Regions from separate parts of the Dromaius novaehollandiae genome. Here region 2 is linked to region 1. A link is a contact called in public Hi-C data. All regions are on one chromosome and are shown on one strand. The core of a region is the stretch at or near the end of the contact, and the rest is flanking DNA. Distances in the headings are between cores, read along the strand shown. Region 1 overlaps FGL1 (fibrinogen like 1). Region 2 overlaps MTUS1 (microtubule associated scaffold protein 1).

The links. A called contact is a pair of places that touch in the nucleus more often than the background predicts.
Region 2: a contact with region 1 is called in a Hi-C map of brain, with 3 times the contacts expected there. The contact joins two enhancer-like sites. A contact is called at or near these places in 2 of 4 Hi-C or Micro-C datasets (brain and ovary).

What each region holds. Positions count from the first base shown.
Region 1 is chr4:55,096,573-55,102,812 of bDroNov1.hap1, forward strand. FGL1 (fibrinogen like 1) reads left to right here. Exons shown (of 10, transcript XM_064511083.1): 10 at 3,822-6,240. The coding sequence ends at 3,981. Among named protein-coding and RNA genes, the nearest start is that of MTUS1, 19 kb to the right of the region's middle. Within about 2 kb of position 3,044, at least 1 of the 2 cell types and tissues checked has open chromatin away from gene starts, as enhancers often do.
Region 2 is chr4:55,161,902-55,168,141 of bDroNov1.hap1, forward strand. It overlaps MTUS1 (microtubule associated scaffold protein 1), which reads left to right. Exons shown (of 16, transcript XM_064511091.1): 4 at 5,221-5,403. Among named protein-coding and RNA genes, the nearest start is that of MTUS1, 46 kb to the left of the region's middle. Within about 2 kb of position 2,615, at least 1 of the 2 cell types and tissues checked has open chromatin away from gene starts, as enhancers often do.

The sequences.
Region 1 (6,240 bases), core at 1,794-4,293:
TTTATTCATACAGTAACAACATATGGTAAAAGATAGGATTGGCGTCCTTTCAGTCTACCCGTGACCCCTACCAGACATCTGAGGCCTGGTATGACTGAGTCTCACCTTAGAACAGACAGCACCTACTACACCGTTCAAGTTGATCTGTGATATGATATTTGCCACAGGCTTTGGCTTCATTTGAAAGTTTGTCTTTGTTATCAGACTATGAAGAGGAGATAGTTCTGCCTCTTTAAGGTAACCAGTCTTTACACAAGTAGGTCATGTAGAGTTTGCAGATATATCCCTGTTGTACCTCATTCTTGCATTTCTCCTACATTTCACTAGACCAGATATGACAGTACTGCAGAATATCTGACAAGTTAAGCTAGTGCTGGGTTAATGAGCCTGAAGTGCTAGGGACATTTTTTTTTACCTCAGTTCACAGCATTTCACTCCTATTATTCCTTCTATATCAAGATGGGAATGCATCCACTCACTTTCTGTGAGCGAGCATGACTGGGCTGGGGAGAAGATTTCTTTAAATAGGATGCAGTGAAAGGATTTTAAAATCCTACTTATAAAACTGATAGCCTTAGCATTGCCATAGGTAGCTAGGTTGGTCTACTTAATTAATTAGATAAATACAGCCATGAAGAGAAGCTATGCAATATAGCTGCATAATAGAGATAAAAAATACAATTCAGGGAAGCATATTACTCTCTCACTGTGATCTCAGTTCACTCGGCAAGAGCTGCCAGGCTGCATCAACTCCATTGTTTCTCTCTGTTGTGTCACCCTTTCTTTCTGTTTTTTAACAATCCGTTTCCTAAATTCAGTTTCCATAAGCAGTCTATGACCAGCTTAGCTGATATGATGTAGCTAGTATCTCAGTTTGTTTCACAATTAATTTATTGTTTTTAATATATTCCAGGGATGGTGGATCAGCAGAATCTTTGAGATATACAGAAAAAAGATCACAGGTGGACTAAATTTTTTGCAGTCCTCGTGACAGCTATAACACAAAAGGGAAAGGGAACTGTGTTGGAGACCCTTTTCCCACAAAATCACAATTTTTATGGGTTTAGAGGAATATCCAGACCTCAAGTACTACAAAACTGTAACACCATGACAGAGTTCAAGAACAGTGAATCACCGATCACTTTTAATCAACTGCACAAATTTTTCTCTCTTAAAATTTTGTGCTTTTTGGGATTGGCCAAGACAAAAGAATCAACCCCTTTGCAAAAGTAGATTTATGGCAGACCTTGCTAGTTATTAATACCTTGTAGCTGCTGCTATGTAATTACTAAAGATAGCTAGCTCCTACCAGGCTAGTTCCTATTATGGCTATGGATTCATTGCTCTTAAATTTAGAGTCCATTTAGATAATGAAAACAAGTTGCTAACCGTGTTATTCCACTGGCTTGCTACTGACTTTCTTTTAATGTTAAGCCTAACACAAAACTGAATACTGCAAAATACTAGAAAATTTCAGTACATTGAAATCCTACAGGAACAGTACTGGCAGGCACAGTGAAAAGAAAGCACTCAGAACATGTATTTGTCATGCACAGATTAGCAAACATAGAGGGAATTAGTGCTCTTGGCTGGTTTGTATAGGAGCTCCCAGCTATGAAGGATTTTTTTGTAGGCAGCTCCATGCTATCTGGACTAATGAAATATAAAAATATGCAGATAATATGAATACCAGGGGAAGTGATACAAGTGAAGACACATGGAAATAACCCAGGTCTACTTGCTACAGCTCAGCACTTGTTTGCCTAAACTTCTGGAGAAAAATGTCCTCTCTTTGCATTATGTTGTAAGGAAAGCTCTGGAAGAGATTTTCATCTTGGATGCAAATCCACAGAGCTAAGTTCACTCTGGTAGGACACCCAGTTCGTAAGCCTTCCTATATCCAGGGCACTGTGAAGGTCAGTCAGTTCAGATCTGGTAAGATCCAAGCTAACAAGTCTAGCTGGACATGACCTTAATCTTTCCCCAGCATGCCTAGTTTTAGTCACATAGAGCATGGATGCTCAAAGTGGTCTGCCACGCATCAAGCTGGGGCCACAGATCTTACTAGCTCAGGCTTGCTGCCTCACCTGGAGACAGCACAGGTATATTCATGTGGGGCTGTCCTGGAGTTAGTAAGCCCAGACAGAATTCAAATGGTTCTTCAGGGAACCAACTCCATCTCTCTGCGTCTGTCAGACAGTTAACATAGAGCTCACATAAACTGTCCATTGGTAGCTGAGAGTGGACTGTACTATTGAAACTATTGTCTTACAGTTTTTATCTTTACAAATTAGCTTATCAAAAAGAAAGGAAAACACAGGATAACTTTAAGGTGTTTACTGACTTGTCAACAATGAGTGCTGCTTCAAACTATTGTGCCAGTAATTACATGCCAGTTGTTTCTTTTGCATGTCCACTTACTTCAAACTGCATTCAGTCCATTACAGAATATTGTGTATTTTTGCTACTAGTGCTTCTAATTTAAGAGTTGCTACCAGCTCATTTTTCTGCTGACAAAATCAACTTTTGCCTGTTTCCATCAAAAGAAGGAAAAGAAGGGATTCGGTTGATCTAGATACCTCTTACCAATTACAATTCTTCTAAGGAAATCTGTTTGTATTCAAAGTAAACATATGCCTGCTCAACACAAAGTTTGTATGGCTATAAAGATTCAGCTCTGACACAAGCTGGTCATTCTCAAAAGCAAAGTCACGTTTGATATCTGCAGATTTTAAGCTTTCAACTAACACATAACCAAAATTCAGCTTAAAAACTGTAAGCAATGAACAAGCATATATATATGAGAATTTTCCTATGAGGCTTTTGTCAGTTTTTCTATTTCAATTCTCCCTAACAGTTGTTAATAAACTGTAAGCAAAGCCAAAGAGACTAAGATTTGCCAGTAATAATATCCATAAGGGTCATTTGCACTGTTTTCTGTTTGAATATTTTCTGAAGTCTGCTTTTGAAATCCATCACGGTGCTTGACAGCTAGGTATTAACAGCACTAAAACCAAAATACTCAGTTGGCAGATAAGCTGATTCATTACAATGTGCTGCAAAAGAAACAGCTGTTTTGCTCTCCATATGGTCACGTAATCATCTAAACTTCCTTCTTTCTCATAAAAACCAAATGAATATCAAGGCTGTACTGATACCTCATCAAGCTTTTAGGTTTTGCAAAGTTTTTTTACAATTACCACTGTATTTAATACACTGTAACAGTATTTCTGTTTCCTTGTATTAAAGAACCAAAAAAGAATGTACTTTGTGTAGTCAAATAAAATGCCAGCTCTGATAATCCAGTGAATTGGAATATGTATGTTTAATGAGCTGTGAGATTTAATGTATGTGTAAATAGAAGCCAGCAGTTCAACAGGCAAACTGATGGTGGTATTTAAATTTTGTCATATGAAACACCATGTGGGGATAACCGCACAACTTAGAGGAGTTACTTGGAAACAACAAAAAGAAGTACACTTTCTTTCCCAGAGTTTTGCTTCTAACATGCCATGCTGCTGCACACGACCTGAACAACTCTGGAATCATTCTCTGCTGAAACAGATTAGCAGGCAAGACTCAGAGACCTAGATATGTCAGAGAAAGAGTGCAAGGAACAAAAAGACCTTTTGATTCACTTGCAATGGTGCCCTGATTCAACTGTTACTGTTTCGGGGCATTGAAGTCCACAAATGCAAATTTCTGCAGCTGTCAGACTGGCCCCTTATCAACGTGGTGATCTTGTGACTCGCACAGAAACTGCAAATGTTCGCACGTTTTCACCCAGTTCTTATTTATGTCTTTCCTTTTCTTTCCGCCAGGTGTCACTCTGCCAACTTGAACGGCTTGTACTACAAAGGGCCCTACACTGCGCGGACAGACAACGGCGTTGTTTGGTACTCTTGGCATGGCTGGTGGTATTCTTTGAAATCTGTTGTCATGAAGGTCAGGCCAGCAGAATTTGAACCTGATATTGTTTAAGTATTTTATTAAGACGATTTATCTAGTTAATCTTTCAGCAAATCTATCCAAATTAAAACAGATGGGCAGACTTTTGCTTCTCATCTACACCTCTATAAATCTGGAATAATTCTTCAACAACCAATAGCTTTTCAGATGTAAATGAGAAGAAATCTGGCCTAGCAATATGTAGATACAAACAGTAGTACTAATATGTGTACAGGATTTTTTTTAAAAGGCAGGAATTCACCTAGGAGTAAGGGCATCTTTGTTAACATGGTGAATTTTTGGCTTGTGCAATAACTCCAAGGCCTTTTATCTTTTTAACAAAAGAACTCTTATTTATGTTTTCCTTTTCTTTCCCATCATTCACTTTTCAGCTCCCTGTATCTGCAGTGGAAGCAGATAAATGGCTCATACTACTTTGTATTTTCTCCATCAGGATATTATTTTTATATAAGTCTTTGCACAGTAATGGATGTCACTATATTGCCTTAGAAATTATGATGAATTGTATGAATTACACCCAAAATCTGTGTGAAAAGAACCTTAAGGTTGCCTTGCTCAGTGGATGGAATATACTGTTTTTAGAAGGAATCAATGCTTTAGAGGAAATGAGTTGTCTATAAATTCTTCTGATTTATTTGATGCATACACTGTGTACATAGTATGCATATAATGTATAAAGAAGGAGGGAGGGAACTGAAGGAACAGAGATGCAACCAGGCTAGAATCAATTAAATTGAGCATATACAAGTTCATTGTCTCTGTCCCTGCTGAAGCATTGCTAAAGCTGGTCACATCATTTCAATCAAACATTTTTAGATGGTCACTAATTATGCTTTCCTTCTTTTTGATAACGAACTAGATATCCTGGACCTTAAGATACTGATGTTTGGATTTTTCCAAAATGCTGAATACCAAAAACTGCCACCGATTTTCATGTGAGCTGTGCTTTGAACACAGACTATCATAATGCATACGTAGATGGTACTGTGTTTCACATGGACTTTTAATTCTGATGTTTTAGAGGTTTTTAGTGCTTGACTCCGTAAATCTTTCTTTAAGTATTGGTCAGTCTCCAAGACTGTCCTAATTTGAATGTCCTTTCCAGTTACTTCTAAATGGTTCTGCCTCTAAGTCTGTATTTTCTCCTTTTCCTACATCCTCATCTTGACTCCTTGAGCTTTTCCCTTTCTCAAGCTACAGATGCATATTTTTCTTGTACAAGAAAAAACCTGAGAGAGACTCTGCCTGTCCACTACTTCCGTGCCCACTATCACAATAGACTATCATAGTTAGCCAGGAAAACAAAAATCTCTGATTACTATTTGCAGCTGTGGAGATGACTGCATACAAAAAGCTATCTGCTGAAATGTAAACCATTTCTGCTGAGCAGGTAAAAATTAAGATTTTACAAAACACTTGGATCTGTGCCAAATTTAGGCATTTTTCATTTCCCTGCTTCCTAAAATAATTTTGTTTTTGCGATTATACTGCAGGTCTCTGTCTTTCTGTCTGTCCAAATACAGTTTTTGAACCTGGCAGCCAGTTTCAGTCATATTTAAAATAATTGAGAATAACTTGCCAACCTATGGGTCAATTCATATCTATATTGATATGAATACGGTCAGTTGAATGTGAACTCCCTGCATGGCCATTATTCCTTCCATTTCCATCCTCCAAGAACAGAATTTTGGTAAGAAAGAGTCCATGAAAGAATCTTATGGAATAAGAGAGGGAAGACAGACTGAAGAGCTGAAAAAAAGAGGTGCATATAAAACAATTTATCCCACTCATTAAGATAAATCAGATTACACTTAAATGAAAAGGGACTGTAAGTAGAGAAAAAATGAAGTTTGAGCAGGAAAAAAGAATATTAGCATGCATAGAAGCTGTTGATAAAAATCTGCAATATAGAGGTTTTCAGTCCTGTGTTTTTTCTGATGACGGCAGATATTCCAAACAATCCAACCTCTTTCTCAAGGTATCAACAGACATTCTTCCAGAGGTTTCTACCTTTAGCACATCACTCTACCCCTGCATGAGATGACTAATGGATAGCTCTACTAGAACTGCTTATTTGGAGCCTTCTTTAATCAGTTAAAACAAATTAAATTCCATATCTGACAGGAAGACATTCAGGCACTATATACATATATATACACGTACATATGTATACATATATCTAGATATATATTCAGCATTCAGCATTAAAACAGAACATATGATACTTCATCTAATACATCACATACTTCTATCCAATTTTATTACTGAACT
Region 2 (6,240 bases), core at 1,365-3,864, 65 kb after region 1:
AATCAGTTTTTTCAGGAAATTTGTGAGGGCTCAGGAATCTTGCAGGTCTTCCTTTCTCTGGAAGTCTCTGATTGCATGGGTTAGACTTCCCAGCTAGTGTTTCCACTCCAGCCAGTTCTTGCTTCCTGACTGTCCTTGGGAGCTGCCTAAAGCAATGTGTGTCATGGTGCCAAATACAGACCTCTGTCTCGGGTACTCAGTCATATGTGTACAGAATGGTCAATTCACATTTTGAACCTAGAAAGGAGCTGCAAGATTTTGTAATCTGAATTCAGCAAAATCAGTTTGCCTTGAGCTTTGGCTACATATGCTAGGGGAAAAGGTTGCTATATTTCCTCCTTCTTTTTACATTTCATTAACAAGGAGCTTACTTACCATGGGATAGATGATGATTAATATTCTGCAAGCCTTATATAAGGTTCAGCATAAAATCTCTTGTTTGGAATAAATTTCCTGTTAGTCTTAAGTCAAATGGATCATGAGAAATAAAAGTGTAATGTTCTTTGGCTGTGAGGCAATTTGCAACCTGTTACAGTGAATGACATAAAAGTAGACTGATGGATTAAACTCTGGTTTGGTAACCTTAGAGGTGTGATGTTTTGAGGGTTTTGGGGGGGGGGGATGTCAAAATTTTAGGATGACTTTAATGATCTTTATTCAAAGTACTATGTTACCTCCAGTATTCTGTAGAACACACGTCTCCCTTGACTTCTGGCTTCCGAGAGTATTCCATCTTGTTAGCTTTGTTTCTGGTGCAATGAGTGACCCGATTTAAGGAATTGAGTGCAGATTTTCATATTCATTTTCATATTCAGCATAACAAATGCTGCTGAATCAGGTAATCAGGTTAATCAGGTAATCTGGGAAGTTTGCAGCCATTAGAAGTGTCTTAGGATTGCTACTGCTTTACAGTGCTCAGAATAGCATCTATAAACAACTATGTTAACATTAGTCGGCTGGAAACAATAGGCAAATCCAGTTTCTGTCCATGATTTACTTCCTCCTTTCTATAGGTACCAAAAAGCAATGTCTTTTCTTGAAGACTTAGTGCCCCTCACTTTACAAAGACCACCTCCTGACGGCTGAGTAGGCTTTTGTCATGCTTCAAACTATTTTTAAAAGTTGCAAAGTTTAATACTCCTAAAACAAGAGCACTCAGGTCTTTGTAATGCTTGCAGAAATTTCAGAAGAATGTAAGACAAGAATCCAAAAGTTGTTATACTGAGTAGATAAAGCAATGAAAGTTCAAAGCAACTACTTTTGCTAGTGTTAGTGTTTCATGCAAATACCTGTCCTTCCCCCCCCCAAAAAAACCCCACACTTCAGAACACACCTTGTGCACTTAGTCTACCCAAAGTTTCAAAGTGTTATATAGCTCCATGAGTTGTTTCCAGTTGTTCTTTGCTCAGTCCTAGATGTGAAATGTCTGAATATGGTTTGAAACAGTGGACATTTAATCTCCAAACTAGTATATATATCTTTAACTTTAAAATACAACTAGTGTTAATGTCATCCCAAATTAGCTGCTACTGGTGCCTTACAAAATACAGGCATATATTTATTCTCTTGATTTGAATTTTTAAGTGTCTTAAAAGGCTTCTCTACTGAGAAGGCATCTTTTGCCTTTTAGAGGAAATAGGAAAGCTGGCACTGTTATGTAAATGTAACTATTAAATCAAACTGTGCTGATTCTTCTTGGAAGCATCTTGAGGCAGTACTGGCAGCATCTGTCTGATACAGCTCCCTTGTGAGGAGGTTTAGGACATCAGTGTTTCTGAGAAGAACTAAATTGGAACTTGTAAAGCAGGAGGATGAAGGTGTAGTCATCACAAGACTGAGATAGTCTTCAGGTTCCTGCAGCTTCGCTTCACCTGGAGCGTGTTTTATCTAATTTATGTCCTACTGTAGGCTCCAGTGCAATATAAAGGAAGCCTTCCTTTATTCTAAACAATAATCACCTATGTGCGAGTCACAGGGGAGGATGACCTGAGTTAGGATATGAAATCTGACTTTAGAACTTTCTGAAAGATGAGCTTTGGTCCTTGCTTATTTCCACTCCAGTACAAGAGATACATTAATGTACTTGATGTAATGTAATTGTTGCATCGAGCTTTTTCTGAAGAATTGCCAACATATTACTGCACTGCAGAGGAATGTGATATTTCTAGTATTCTCCTTCAGTGACTAGATTAAATAACTGATGAAAGCCTGTTATTTTGAGGGACCGTTGCTTGTTGTTTTTGTAATAAATGGTTCACTAAATATCCTCTTCTTGTACTTGTTTGCAGTACTCTTGTTCATACATCTTCCTGCCTCTGTCTTCAGAAGCTTTTTATTTATTTCTGTACTGTTCCTTGCTTAGGGAACGGTGCTTTTTTTTGAACACTTATTTAAAACAAACAAACAAACAAACAAAAAACATTATTACTACTTCAGTAACTGCTTAATGTTCCTGTGTCACAACTTAAAGTTTCCTCCTCAAACTGGCCTCTTGAAAAATGCATTCGAGTGCATGAATAATTAATTTAACAGAAGCTTTATAGGAAAGCACTCAGCAGTAGAAGAATTAAGGGAAAAAACAAACACAGGCCACCTGCACACAGGACCTTTATTTGATTTGTTTCTGAAACTGCACATGCTAGAACTTGCACTCGCTGAATGTGTTTTGAGTATGAAGCTGGCTTACAGCAGTGCCCAATACAGATTTTTGCAAAGAAGCCAGGGTGTCTGGAAATATGTTTATGGAACATGCAGTACAAGAATAAATTGAGGCATTTTCACGTGCTTGTCTCTATCCCTCTTGAGTGGAAATTACTGCAAATAAAACAGGATTTTTTTTTCCCTGCACTGTTGAAATAGATGAACTTAGAGCCCAGCACAGTAGGAATCAAGCATGCCATTCATCTTTAAACAATAAAATGCAGTTGATAAGTTACATTTGTTCTGCTAGCTGCCTTTGAATTGCAAAACTTCAGCTTGCTAAGTCATACAAGCTTAACCTGCAGTATTTGTACATTAGCTCTTTTCCTTGTTGTTGTTGTTTTGTTGGGGGTTTTTTTGTACCTAGTTTTGCTGAGAGACTATTTAGAAGAGGAATCTGACTAGTATGGATTAGTTTTCTGGTGTGTTGATCCATCTTAAAAAAAAAAAAAAACCCCAACCAACCAAACAAAAAAAAAACACTTTCAGAAAGCAAGGTGGAAAGTTTTAAAAAAGCTGTCAGATTTGTTCTGTAAAGTTCAGATGTTGCAGAAAATTTTTTTTGTCACACAAATAACTTCAGATTTTTTGTCTGGGCTGCTCTGTTTGAGGTGATACTGCAATGAAACACTTCCAAACAAGTCATATTTAAACGTTCATTGCAATGATTTATGTACAAGAAATTGCAAAATACAGCTGATAATTTTGTCTTAGATTTTTATAGTAGGATTTTAATCTCAGATTTTACAGCAATACAGAATCACAGTTCTGCATAATGCCATACAGTAGTAAAAGTGCCCCTTGTAACAGGTCTAACATAAAGCATGTTTAATGACTTCCTGAAGCTTGTGTGTCATATTCAGTGACTAGTATTATACAGGATACTACTGCATGTTTAGTATATATTGTGGTGTATCATAATTGAGTCGATATAAACTGAGAGGAATAGCATGAACGTGTCTTTCTTACTAGTACTGTTCCTGTTTTTCCGTACTTGATACGGAAGTCTCGAGACAAGCATCTAATCCTGTCGCACCACCTACTGTTGAAACGCAGACACTGGACATGAGCGTTTTCTTTGTCTAAATCTTCATGTAATCCCCTTTTTAATGTCATGCTCACTTGGTCTTGCTGCAAATTGATGGTTTCTTAACCATTGATATTAGAGTGGAGATCCTGGAGCAAAACTAATGCGGAACAAACTGGAATCACTGGCGAAGTGTGTGGTATTTCAACTGTTTCTTGCACAGCTTAAGCATAATTGAAATGTGGTTATAGTGGCAAGAATAAAGGGAAGGGTATCTTATTTAAGGAGAAATTTGATTGTCTCAAGTAAAATGTAAAACACTTTAGGCATGCATATATTTTTTCAAGTAAGATAAACTATGTCAGTCAGACTTGAAAGTGGCAGTAACATCAGTAGTTAAGATGCATTTAAAATACCTAAATATATCTTCCATATCTCTGTCTGTACAAAAATGATAGCCTCTCTTGCACAGTGACTTGGAGCACTATCTAAGTATCACAGCATCTAAAATGTAAGTCAGAGCTGGTAAGAGTTAGCTTAGTGCCAGCACAAAAAGTCTGTGTATACATCACTTCATTTGGGCTATTGTAGCATTAATCTGAGCATGTATTTTTCAGGAATAAACTGGAAGCCTGGTAATAACTAAACTGAAATTTTCTTGCCAAAAGCGTAGTTGCTTTGTTAGTAACACAACAGTAAACTCCTGTCTGAACATAGCACAGCTCCTGTCTCCTATATAGATATTCTTCTCTAGCGATGTTGATTAACTTGGCTTTTGGACACTTGTATGCAACAAGCTCAACTGAAAACAACAATTAAGGCAAAAATGTGTCTGCACCAGTGTGGCCATTCGGAGCGCAGATCCAGGGAGTGCTGTTTAACTAGTTCCTCGGAACTTGTCAGTTTTAGGTATATTATCTGAGCACAGCACAATCTGTTTTTCTTTTGCCCCTTTTGTCCTTAAAAGGATGAAGTTATCTTTTAAAATGGAAAAATAACTCTGTTATAGGGGGAAGACACAAATAAAACAAACTTGCTTGGATTGGCTTTGAGCCAGAGGTGATATTTTTAGGGGATTGCAAGTACAGGTAACGTTAATATGCGCAAGCTGTAGAATTCAGGAAACACTGTGCATGCAAATGTCTGCCTTGAAGGCCAATCTTTCTCGAACTTGCGTTGGTCCTGAGGTCAGTATGCACATATGACTGGATGCTTTAAATCCTCAGGACTGTTTTGCTGTATTTACAGTGTTTTTATCAAGGAAAATCAAGTAGTAGGAGCTGAAGACCTTGACAGTATTGCTTATATTTACCATGAAAATATGAGGTAGGTTAAGCCTTTATATATATGTTTGTATATGTGTAAGTCTTCTAATTGTAGGCATATATGTAGAAGAAGCGATTGCTTAAGCCTTTTTTGAAGTCCTTTTTTTACACACACCCTCCCTTTTTTTTCCCTGACCTTCACCTTCTCCCCTCCACCCCAATTGACAGGTGTAGGAACATCTCCCAGAGAGAAGCTGGCCTCCATGAAAAACTCTGCAGTCTCTTGGGCTAACTCTGGTAAACCGCTACCTAAATCCAAAGTGCCTGTCAAAAGGTCAGCGCTGGAGAGAACCCATAGCGTCTCGTCAGTCAGTAGCACCCAGAGTGAGCGAAGTCTTCTCAGCAGTAATTGTAAGTATTGGTGAGTGTTACGGGTTTTAGCTGATACCCAGCACCAACTCCTTGTTGCACAATCCCTTTGAAGGGAGTTGCTGTCTGACAAAGACCTGCCAGTTCTCATCTTACTTCTTTTATTAGTTCTGGATCTTACTCTTTTTGCTTAACTTGCAACTTTCCCTCTTAAGATATACAATACAAAGGAGTTCAGAGACTTGTCTTTTGATTTGTTGAATAAAAATTTTTGTGCAGCTCCTCTTCCATCCTGAAGCATCACAAAACCAGCAGGTGTTCTTGATCAGAAGCTTCCTTGCAGCATTTGGAGGAAGCGTAATAAGAAATGTGTGAATGCTGTGAATGGATTACTTGTCATAGTATTTGGAGCAGCACACTACAGGTCTTTTATACTAAATGCTCTTGTTGACCTGGATGGTATCTTGGTTTTAGAGTTCTAAGACAATGCATAGCTGAGATTTTTTTTTTTTTTTTTTTTTTTTTTTTTTTTTTTTAAAGTGAGAGTGTGACTTTGAATGGGTAGGCTTTTATCCTCTCTAATGTAACTGTAAGCACTGGTGTGTTACCTGAACCAAATCCATCTTGATTAAGACCAGGGGAGAAAAATAATGCAACTAGCTTTAATACCAAGCTCTACCAAGGGTCTGTAACCCAGCAGTTGTGGGAGTTCTAGGGGGAAAAAATGTGAAGGAAATAACACAACTGACTCTTAGTCAGACATGTCAATCTTCCCAGCTATACTTATTCAAATGAGAACATTCAAATATTCTGTTACTATCACATCATCTGTTTTATTCTAGAGACTGGATAAAGGCATTTCCTTTATGCCAGATGTCT